Linked DNA regions of Anser cygnoides: region 1 is linked to region 2. A link is a contact called in public Hi-C data. All regions are on one chromosome and are shown on one strand. The core of a region is the stretch at or near the end of the contact, and the rest is flanking DNA. Distances in the headings are between cores, read along the strand shown. Region 1 holds the start of CDC14A (cell division cycle 14A). Region 2 holds the start of RTCA (RNA 3'-terminal phosphate cyclase).

The links. A called contact is a pair of places that touch in the nucleus more often than the background predicts.
Region 1: a contact with region 2 is called in a Hi-C map of liver, with 4 times the contacts expected there. The contact joins the promoter of CDC14A here to the promoter of RTCA in region 2. A contact is called at or near these places in 4 of 7 Hi-C or Micro-C datasets (granulosa cells and liver).

What each region holds. Positions count from the first base shown.
Region 1 is chr8:4,429,990-4,434,351 of Taihu_goose_T2T_genome, reverse strand. It overlaps CDC14A (cell division cycle 14A), which reads left to right and starts at 1,615. Exons shown (of 17, transcript XM_048066986.2): 1 at 1,615-1,873; 2 at 2,247-2,337. The coding sequence starts at 1,768.
Region 2 is chr8:4,297,907-4,302,051 of Taihu_goose_T2T_genome, reverse strand. It overlaps RTCA (RNA 3'-terminal phosphate cyclase), which reads right to left and starts at 2,035. Exons shown (of 11, transcript XM_048067237.2): 1 at 1,855-2,035; 2 at 1,645-1,745. The coding sequence starts at 1,899. DBT (dihydrolipoamide branched chain transacylase E2) reads left to right here and starts at 2,426. Exons shown (of 11, transcript XM_048067214.2): 1 at 2,426-2,624. The coding sequence starts at 2,574.

The sequences.
Region 1 (4,362 bases), core at 366-2,865, 130 kb before region 2:
GATAAACACATTGATTTCCATGGAAAGCAAATACCCTCCAGCAACCTTTACTTAATGTGGTGTTACTGAAGGCTACAGTCTCAGTCTTGCAAGTATGTTGTACAGAATAGTACTTACTAGTAAGAAAGAAATTCCTTGCTTAAGCTCATAGGACCAGACTCAAAGAGAGTGATACTTAGGAATATTAGTTCTGGAGCTATTAAAAAAAAAAGAAAGAAAGAAAAGAAAAAAAGAAAAGAACAATGTAAGAATGCAGGTACAAAATAATTAGAACCAATACCAAAAATAAATAAGCAGCTACAAAAATAAATACTTGAAAAAGTGTTTTCACTTCAGCACTTTTTAAAGTTTTTAAGTATCATCATGTGCTTATGACACTAGATTAAAAACAGAAGAGTCAAAAGTGTTTTACACTCCTGTTTAGCCTCATCTGCAAGCACACTAGAATTAAGTATGTGAACTGGGAGTGATTCTAGGTTACGTTATGAAAAGATGGGGATAATAATGTGGACCTCAGAGCTGCATATTACATTATTACGTCTTTCTAAGGTATTTCAACTTTTTTTTTCTCTCCTCTGGGGAAGAATAGCATCATTTTTCTTTAACAGATTACCTCACTTTTATTACCTTTTTCTTGAATAGGTGTGAGAATGAGACGAGCAGTCTGCTCTATTTGGCACTTACAAGTTCTTTTGGAAGGGGTGGGTGGAAGAAAGGCATTTCCAATGCTTTTAATGCTTCTGTTTCTCTGTCAGGAGGTTAATTGCAGCCAACAGGCTAATTCAGCTTTTCTGAATCAACTGCCAGAAGTCAAATCTTTCTTCAAGCAGAAAGCCACGGGTGCCTTCTTGTCGTGTTACCACAGCCCTGGCAGCGCACGTGAAACATTTCACCGCTGCTTAACCCCTCAGTTACTTCTCGGGGAGAGCCCTCAACTCATCCTAGCGCGTTGGGAGCTTCGTGCAGTGTCGGAGCCGCATGTCGCAGTCCTCTACCGCCGGACGCCTTCCGCGACGCCTCGGTCCCCTCAGAGCTGAGGGCGCGGCCGCTGGCACGAGGCCAGGAGGCGGGAAGGCAGCGCCGCCGGGGCGAGACCCTCTCGGGGGGCGTGCCCGGGAGCGGCCGTCTCTTCAGCGCCCCGCTCATTGGCCGGAGGGCTGGCAGAGCAGCTTTGGATTGGCGGCGCTGCCTGTCCATCAGGCCAGACGGCGGAGCGGAGACGGCCGGGCCGGGAACCCCGCAACCGAACGCCCCAGCCCGGGCAGGGCGGCGGCGGTGGTTCCGCCCGGGCCGTGTGGCGCCCCCCGCTGAAGTATTCGCGGCGCCTCCGGGGCTGCCCTGCCCCACGGGGGCGTTCCGCAGTGGCAGCCCCGGGGCAGGCCGAGGAGAAGGAAGCGCCGCGGGGCGCCTGGCCGCTGCGCGGTGGGGCGGGGGCGGAGCCGCCGGGGGGGCTAAGGGCGGCCGCCCGCCTCGGCTCGGCTCAGCCCCGGGCCGGTGCAGACAAAGGCCCCGTGCCGCTGTTGCTAGCGCGCCGCCGGTCGCCTGGTAACCGCCCGCTGCCTCCTTATCCGGGGGCGGCTCCGGGCTGGGGGCGGAGCGGAGCCCGAGTCCCTACGGGCGCTCTCCCGCCCGCCCGCCGCGTCCCGGAGCCGCTTCTCGCCTCCGCCCCGGTTCTTATGCGGCTTGCGGCGCTGCCGGCAGCGGGTGGCCCCTCCGGGCAGCGGGCCGCTTCCCGGCCACCGCGTCCCGGCGCCGCCCGGGGCCGCCATGAGCTCGGAGCCGCCCCGCGCCTCGCTGCTCCGCGCCCTCTTTAAGATGGAGCCGGTGGCGGCCGCCGCCGAAGTGCTGGGGGGAGCCTCCGAGTTCGTGAAAGGTGAGTGCGGCCGGGCAGCCGGCCCGGCCCCGACCCCCCGGGAAGGAGCCCCGGCTTATGCCCCGTCCTGGCCCTGCCGCAGCCTGGGGAGGTCGGGGGCCCGCTCGGCTCTGCCCCCCTTCGCCTTGCGGTTTTCGCGAGTCGCCTGCCCCGCTGCTGCGGGGAACGCCTAAGTAGTTCCTTCCTCCTCTCTTTTCCGGCAAGAAGCGGGGCCGGCACCTGTTGCTACGCCTCTGCTGGGTTCCCCTCTGCTCGCAGGGTGTCTGCCCGCGTGGGGGATCCCCTCCCCTGCCCCCCGGCCGTGCTGGGACCCCCCCCGCCGCAGCGCCGGGCTCTGGGTCCGGTCCGAGGGCAGCCCCCGACTGTCTTTCAGACCGGCTGTACTTCGCCACTCTGCGGAATAAACCCAAGAGCACGGTGAACACCCACTACTTCTGTACTGATGAGGAACTGGTCTATGAAAAGTAAGTGCTTTCATCTGTTGCGTTTTGTATGTTAAAAGGGATTGCTTCTTCGGTATTCTGTAGAGTACTTTTACTCCCCTATTAGTTACTTTGATGAAGTGTTGGTATAAGTTAGCTTGAACATATATATAACCTGTCTGAAGCTAGTTTAACTTTTTTTTTTTAAATAGGAAAAAAAAAGCTCACAAGACCAGTTAAATTGTAGTTGAGCTAGGGTAAAATAGTTGACCTCTGTAAGATTGCTTTATAAGGTGGAAAAGATCTCTTAGATTAAGTATGCCTTGTAAACAGTGTCTTTAATAGAAGACTTTCATATATTCATACTCCACAAAAGTTTTTTGCTATGTGTTTTCCTTTATCAAGCGTATGAAATGATCACCTTTCATACAGAATCACAGAATGCAAAGCTTAAATTTGCTTTTGAAGAACATCTGCAACTTATTTTAATGGTTTTGATATAGCACTTCCTGTTGGCTTTTGGAGCTTTAGAACAGCAGAGAAAGTATTCTGTGAAGTTAAAGCCCCGTGTGTTTGGAAGATTCTGACAGCATGTAGAAGGTCAACAGTTAAACTGAGTGTAGTTAGAGTACTTCTAAGAGACATGAAATAATTACACTGAACAAATAAAGTAATAGCCCTATGCTGTGGTCACAGAGTTGTCACTGTACACTGTGTTCCCAGCTCAGCTGTTCCATCCATGATGGTAGCTATAGCTGCTTGACAAAGGATTTGCTGCAGTACCAAGACTTTTCTAGTGGAACAAGAAAAAGTTCTAGTTATGTCTTTAAACATAACTTTTTTTTGCCCATGTGTTGAAAAACTTACAAGCATCAACTGTACCCTACTCCAGTGACTTCAGTGTTGCTTCTGTGGAGGTGTAAACTAATCATCCTTTGTTTCTAGCTTATCTTCTATGCAAATCTTAAAGTTCTGGGTTTTATTTTCTACACGCATTTCTGAATCTTCATTGTCTTCTAAAGGAGATCCTGATGATCCTTCTTCAAAGTTAACTTTTGTAATTTACTGTTTGGATTGCAAATATTTTCTGTAACAATCACTGAAGGAAACTAAATAAATATATTCCTTAATCCATGTGTCAATTAACCACACACCAGAATGTATAATAATACCATGTATATTTACAAGATAATGGAAGGAAGTCACATTTCCTTTATCTTCTAGGGACTTTGGACATATAATTTGTGGTATATTTTCTGAATCCATAGTTCCTAATCTATTGGGACCTTTTTAAAGGTATCATCCATATTTGATACAGTAACAGTACTCTTCCTGTTGTACTCTCCAATAGTAAAACTTAATATGAAGTAGAAACTAAGTGACAGTTGCTGGCTGGTATGAATGCATCCTGTATAATAACCTAGCTCTTCTAGATAAACGGTACTAAGCTTTCCATTGATATTTGTAACGCAGCATGCATCGCTATCAGTTATGCAATATTTGGTGGTAAAACCATATCTGATTTCAAGCTTTCTTCCTTTTCTCACTCCCATCTTCAAGGAAATTTGTGTTATTGGGGAAGTAAAAGTAGGTGTTGGTAGGGTTACAGTTTTATAGTTTTGTCAGTATCTTTCTGAAATTGGGAAGCTAGGGGCAAAGTGAGGAATAGAATGCAAATCTGATAGTTCATAGGGAAATGCTGATTCTGCTGTAGTTTCCCGGTCGTGTCCATCAATTTGATGATATTTGTCTGTTTTGTTTCACAGGCTACACAGTAAAGACAGGCCCTGACATCAGGAGATGTTTCTAAGTAGTAGTAGGGTATAACTTCATACACCAAATCAGATTTCCTGCTAGCTTTCTTAAAAATGCAGCCTTTCTGAGGAAGAGAATAGAAATATTTAAGTGATAACAAAATGAATATTTGGAAGTAATCTTTGAAGTGCTGTAGCTCAGAACAGTGTTTTCTAGAGTCAAAATGGCCTGCCTTTGCTGTTCTTCCCAATCAAAATTTCTTGTCCACTTCTGCTTTTTAATCAAATGAGTTGTTCAAATTGTTATGTGGAA
Region 2 (4,145 bases), core at 786-3,285:
TTGTTTTGTTACATTTTGAAGATGTCACTAAGAACTTGAGCTATGATTTTATTCAGTAGCCTCCAACTTTCTCTGGGCTACAGGCTGTTAAGACAGTAAAGCTCATTATTATAGAATCACAGAATTGAAGGGGTTGGAAGGGACCTCAAAAGATCATCGGGTCCAACCCCCGCTGCCAAAGCAGGTTCCTTAGAGCAGGCTGCCCAGGTAGGTGTCCAGACGGGCCTTGAATATCTCCAGAGAAGGAGACCCCACAACCTCCCTGGGCAGCCTGTTCCAGTGCTCTGTCACCCTCACCGTGAAGAAGTTCTTTCGCATGTTGGGGCAGAACTTCCTGTGCTCTATCTTGTGGCCATTACCCCTTGTCCTGTCCACACAAAACACGGAAAAGAGGTTGGCCAAATCCCTCTGTCTCCCACACCTCAGGTATTTATACACATTGATGAGATACTCTCTCAGTCTTCTTTTCTCCAGGCTGAACAGACCCAGGTCTCTCAGCCTTTCTTCATAGGGAAGATGCTCCAGGCCCCGTATCATCTTTGTGGCCCTCCACTAGACTATTAATTGACTGTCAAGCCCATCTTAATATATGAATTTCCTTCCATGAGAACCATTGGGAAATACAGCAAAACCCACTGTATACCATTCTATAGACTACTTTCAAGGCAGTTATAGAACAGTAGCACAGATAAGCAAGACTGTTTCAGTAAGCCTAAATTAACTACCTCAAAGCTCATATCTCTCCTGGATATGTTTAAAGCCCAATAATCTTAAAAAAAAAAAAAAAAAAAAAAAAGGCTGAAAAACTACAGATATATAAAAATGCTAAGGGATCAGTTTCCCTTAGTTGTAATTAAAACTCTTCCTAAATAAATGATGACTCTGACCTCCGTGTTTGTCTTACAAATGTGATGTCAGTCAAGAAGGGTGTCACGAATTATCTGAGTTAATGAAGGAGCACAATTCTAGGCAGAATAATGCCAGTTATTAAATCAAGATGAGAAATGCAAGTAACGTGTCTCTGACGTTTCTGGTAGCTTTCAAAATAAAGATGACTACTCTGGGACATACAGATAGCATACAAACTGTTTTGCATAGAATATACACTATACAAAACGTTTTATATGGTATATATACTATATACTCAGTGATTAATGTCTCAGTGAGGCATTATATGATCTTAATTATATTTTGTTTCACACCATGCAGGCTACTTCACCTTTGAAAATATTTTTCAGGCACTTTTAAGGCTGTGCAGCCTGACAGGTGGAGACAGAGGGAGTGTCCTCACCTTTCCTGGCAGCAAGCCAGAGCCAGGGAGAGGAAACTGCCCTGAGGAAGGAGAGGGCAAAAAGGAAAGTGTATCCCAGGTCTGCCTGCTTTGATAGGCCTTCTTTACGTTCTAGCTTTTCTCCGCACTCGGTCCTTCCACGTCAGTGAGCCACAGGCAAGACCTTCTGCTTAAAAAGGCTGCTTAAAACACTGCTAATACGTGACTTTTGCCCTTGGAAGCGTTTCGGTGTGCCGCCAAGGCTGTGCCCCCGTTCCCGGAGGAGGGCCTCGCCCCCGCCTGAAAGCGCCCAGGGACCGGCGCGGCCCTCCCGGGGCAGCCCCGGGGGTGCTGGCGTGCGGCGGGGCCGTTACCTGAGGCCGGGCTGGCTCCTCCCGGCGCGGATCCGGCGCACCCTCAGCGGCAGGCCCAGCAGGCAGCTCAGGGCCGTGGACACGCGCAGGATCTGCCCGCCCTGCAGGGGGAACGGCGCTCGTCAGCCGCTGCGGCTCCCGGCCCCGCTGCCCGCGGGCGGGGCGAGGCGAGCGGAGCCCAGCGCTGCCCAGCCCGGCGCGGATGCTCACCCCCTCCATGATCCCGCCGTCTATCTCCACCCTGTCCCCATCCATGGCTGGCAGCGAGCAGAGGCGGCGAGGGGAGCCGGAGCGGGCCCCGAGGACGGCGAGACCCCAGCGAAGCAGCACCCCCAGACCGCTACCGCGCCGTCAGACGCCGGTGCCGGTGCCAGTACCAGGCGGCGGCGCTGGAGCAGGCGCAGAGAACGCCGGCGGGGGCGGCACCGCTTCGTGAGGAGCCGCCGCCGGGTCCCAGCGCCCGGGCGGCCGCGTAGCGGGCAGGGACAGCGCCCTCCTACCCGCCGCAGCCACCCCGTCCCTTCCCGTCCTGTCCCGGAGCCAGAGCGGCGACGGATCAGGCCGGGGAGCGGCCGGACTTCCCGCCGTGCGGCTTGTCTCAGTGTTGGGATCGTTACAGGAACGCGGACGCGCACACACACACGGGGCCCCTCTCGAAAGTTTATTACAGAGTACCGGCAGCGGCCGGACCCTTGGCGCTGCCCCTCGCCCCGCCAACGGCTGTCCCCCGGGAGTTCCGGGGGCGCTGGGTCCGGGGGTCGCCGTGCCGTTCCCTCACGGAGCGCGGCCCCGGCCCCTGGCCCCGACCCCGCCGCCACCGCCCCGCTGCCGGCCCCGCCGCCCGGTTGGCTGCGGCTCGCGTGGCTGCGCGCGGGTTGGCTGCCGGGTGGGAGGTGTGCGGGGCGGCGGCCGGTGCCTCCCGGGCTAAGATGGCGGCCGTGACCGCGCTGCGGAGCAGCTGCAGAACCGCGGGGCGCCTGGTAAGGGAAGGGCTGGGGGGGGGGCTGTGTAGCCGCCGTAGTTGCGCGGGCAGCGTGCGGCGTCTCCGCCTCAGCGCTTCTCCTCAGGCGGCAGCGAGCGAGACCTGCGCGGCTGAGCCTGGGTGCGAAGGCGACGCGCTCGGGGACTGGCGCCTCCCCTCAGCCCCCTCTCCCTCAGGGGCTCCCCGCGATCCTGCGCCTCAGTGCCTGCAGCGAAAGGGACCCGTGCCCCCCGCGGCAGGCCACTGACAGCCTTCTGGCACTTGTCGGTCGTCTGAGTCGCTGCGTTGCTTCCCATCTCTCCGCCTGTGCACCGATCCCTTTGTATAGCGCGTCTGTGCAGCCAGGCGAGGTATAGGTGTGCAGAAGGGAGAAACGTGCGTTTCTGTCAGTCACAAGAGCCCTGATATTTGTGAATTAAGTAGTTCGGGCACCGCACTTCAAGAACTGCATCTGGTTGGTTTCTTTCTGGGATGCTTACAATCACTTGAGGATATACCATCATGAAGATATTACTTTTGTAGTTATCTAGTTTTAGGTTACATATAACTCATTTTACTGATCAAATAATTTTGGAAATAGCAGCCTCTTTTCAGTTTTATTCCTAGCCAAACCAAAGTCTTAAATCCAGAAGGAGATTCTGATGAGATGAAAGTGTTCATCTAATCAGTGTACATGCTGAACCATAGATCTCAGAGTTGGCTATTTATAGCGTGTTTCTTGCAAGCATGATTTAATTTTTGCTAGATGCTGATTCTTCTTGTGACAATGTACTGTGAAACAATGTTAACATCCAAGAAAAAAAAAAGATGCCTATTACAATTTTGAAGTGTTATGTTTGAATATTATTATTTTTTTTTTTTTTTTTTCTGGTTGTCAAGGGGAAGAAAGACAGGTTGTGGTGGTTTGTGGAGGCTGTAAGTTGTGAGGAAGAAAAGAAAGGAGCCTGGCATTCCTGGGTTAAATGGTGGAGAAATAACAGTTAGCTAGAGGCTAGGCATGGTGCCAATTGTTAAGGCAAGGAATAATGTCTGTCTGGAATATGCTGGTAAGGGTGTTGGTTTAGTGTGTAGGTAACTTTATACTTGGAAATACAGAAGATGTATGCAAAACAAATCCCAGATAATTAAATGGTCAATAAAAATGACTCAATATGACAGCAAGTCAAAAGAGTTCCATAGAGGAATGTCCTTTAATATGAAATTGTTGCCTTTGAGCACAACGTACTCAATATGACTTTGAAATTGAGTGTTACTTCATCAGGTAATCTGTTACCTGCGTGCTGTGTTAACAACATTTTGTTCTGAAGCCAGCAGTAGACTTTTAGGATTGGTGGTGGTTTAGAAAAGCACAGTAGGCTTCTTCTTAAGGAAACAGTGCAAATTGATCTAAACAGGGGCAAGACAGTTCTTCCCCAAATAGCATTGTGTGTTGCCTTGGTTCAAGCCACAAGTCTCAGGTCATCCACAAAACAGTGGCTGATACCTCCTCAATATCAGTGGGAGACTGGAGCAGGCTATT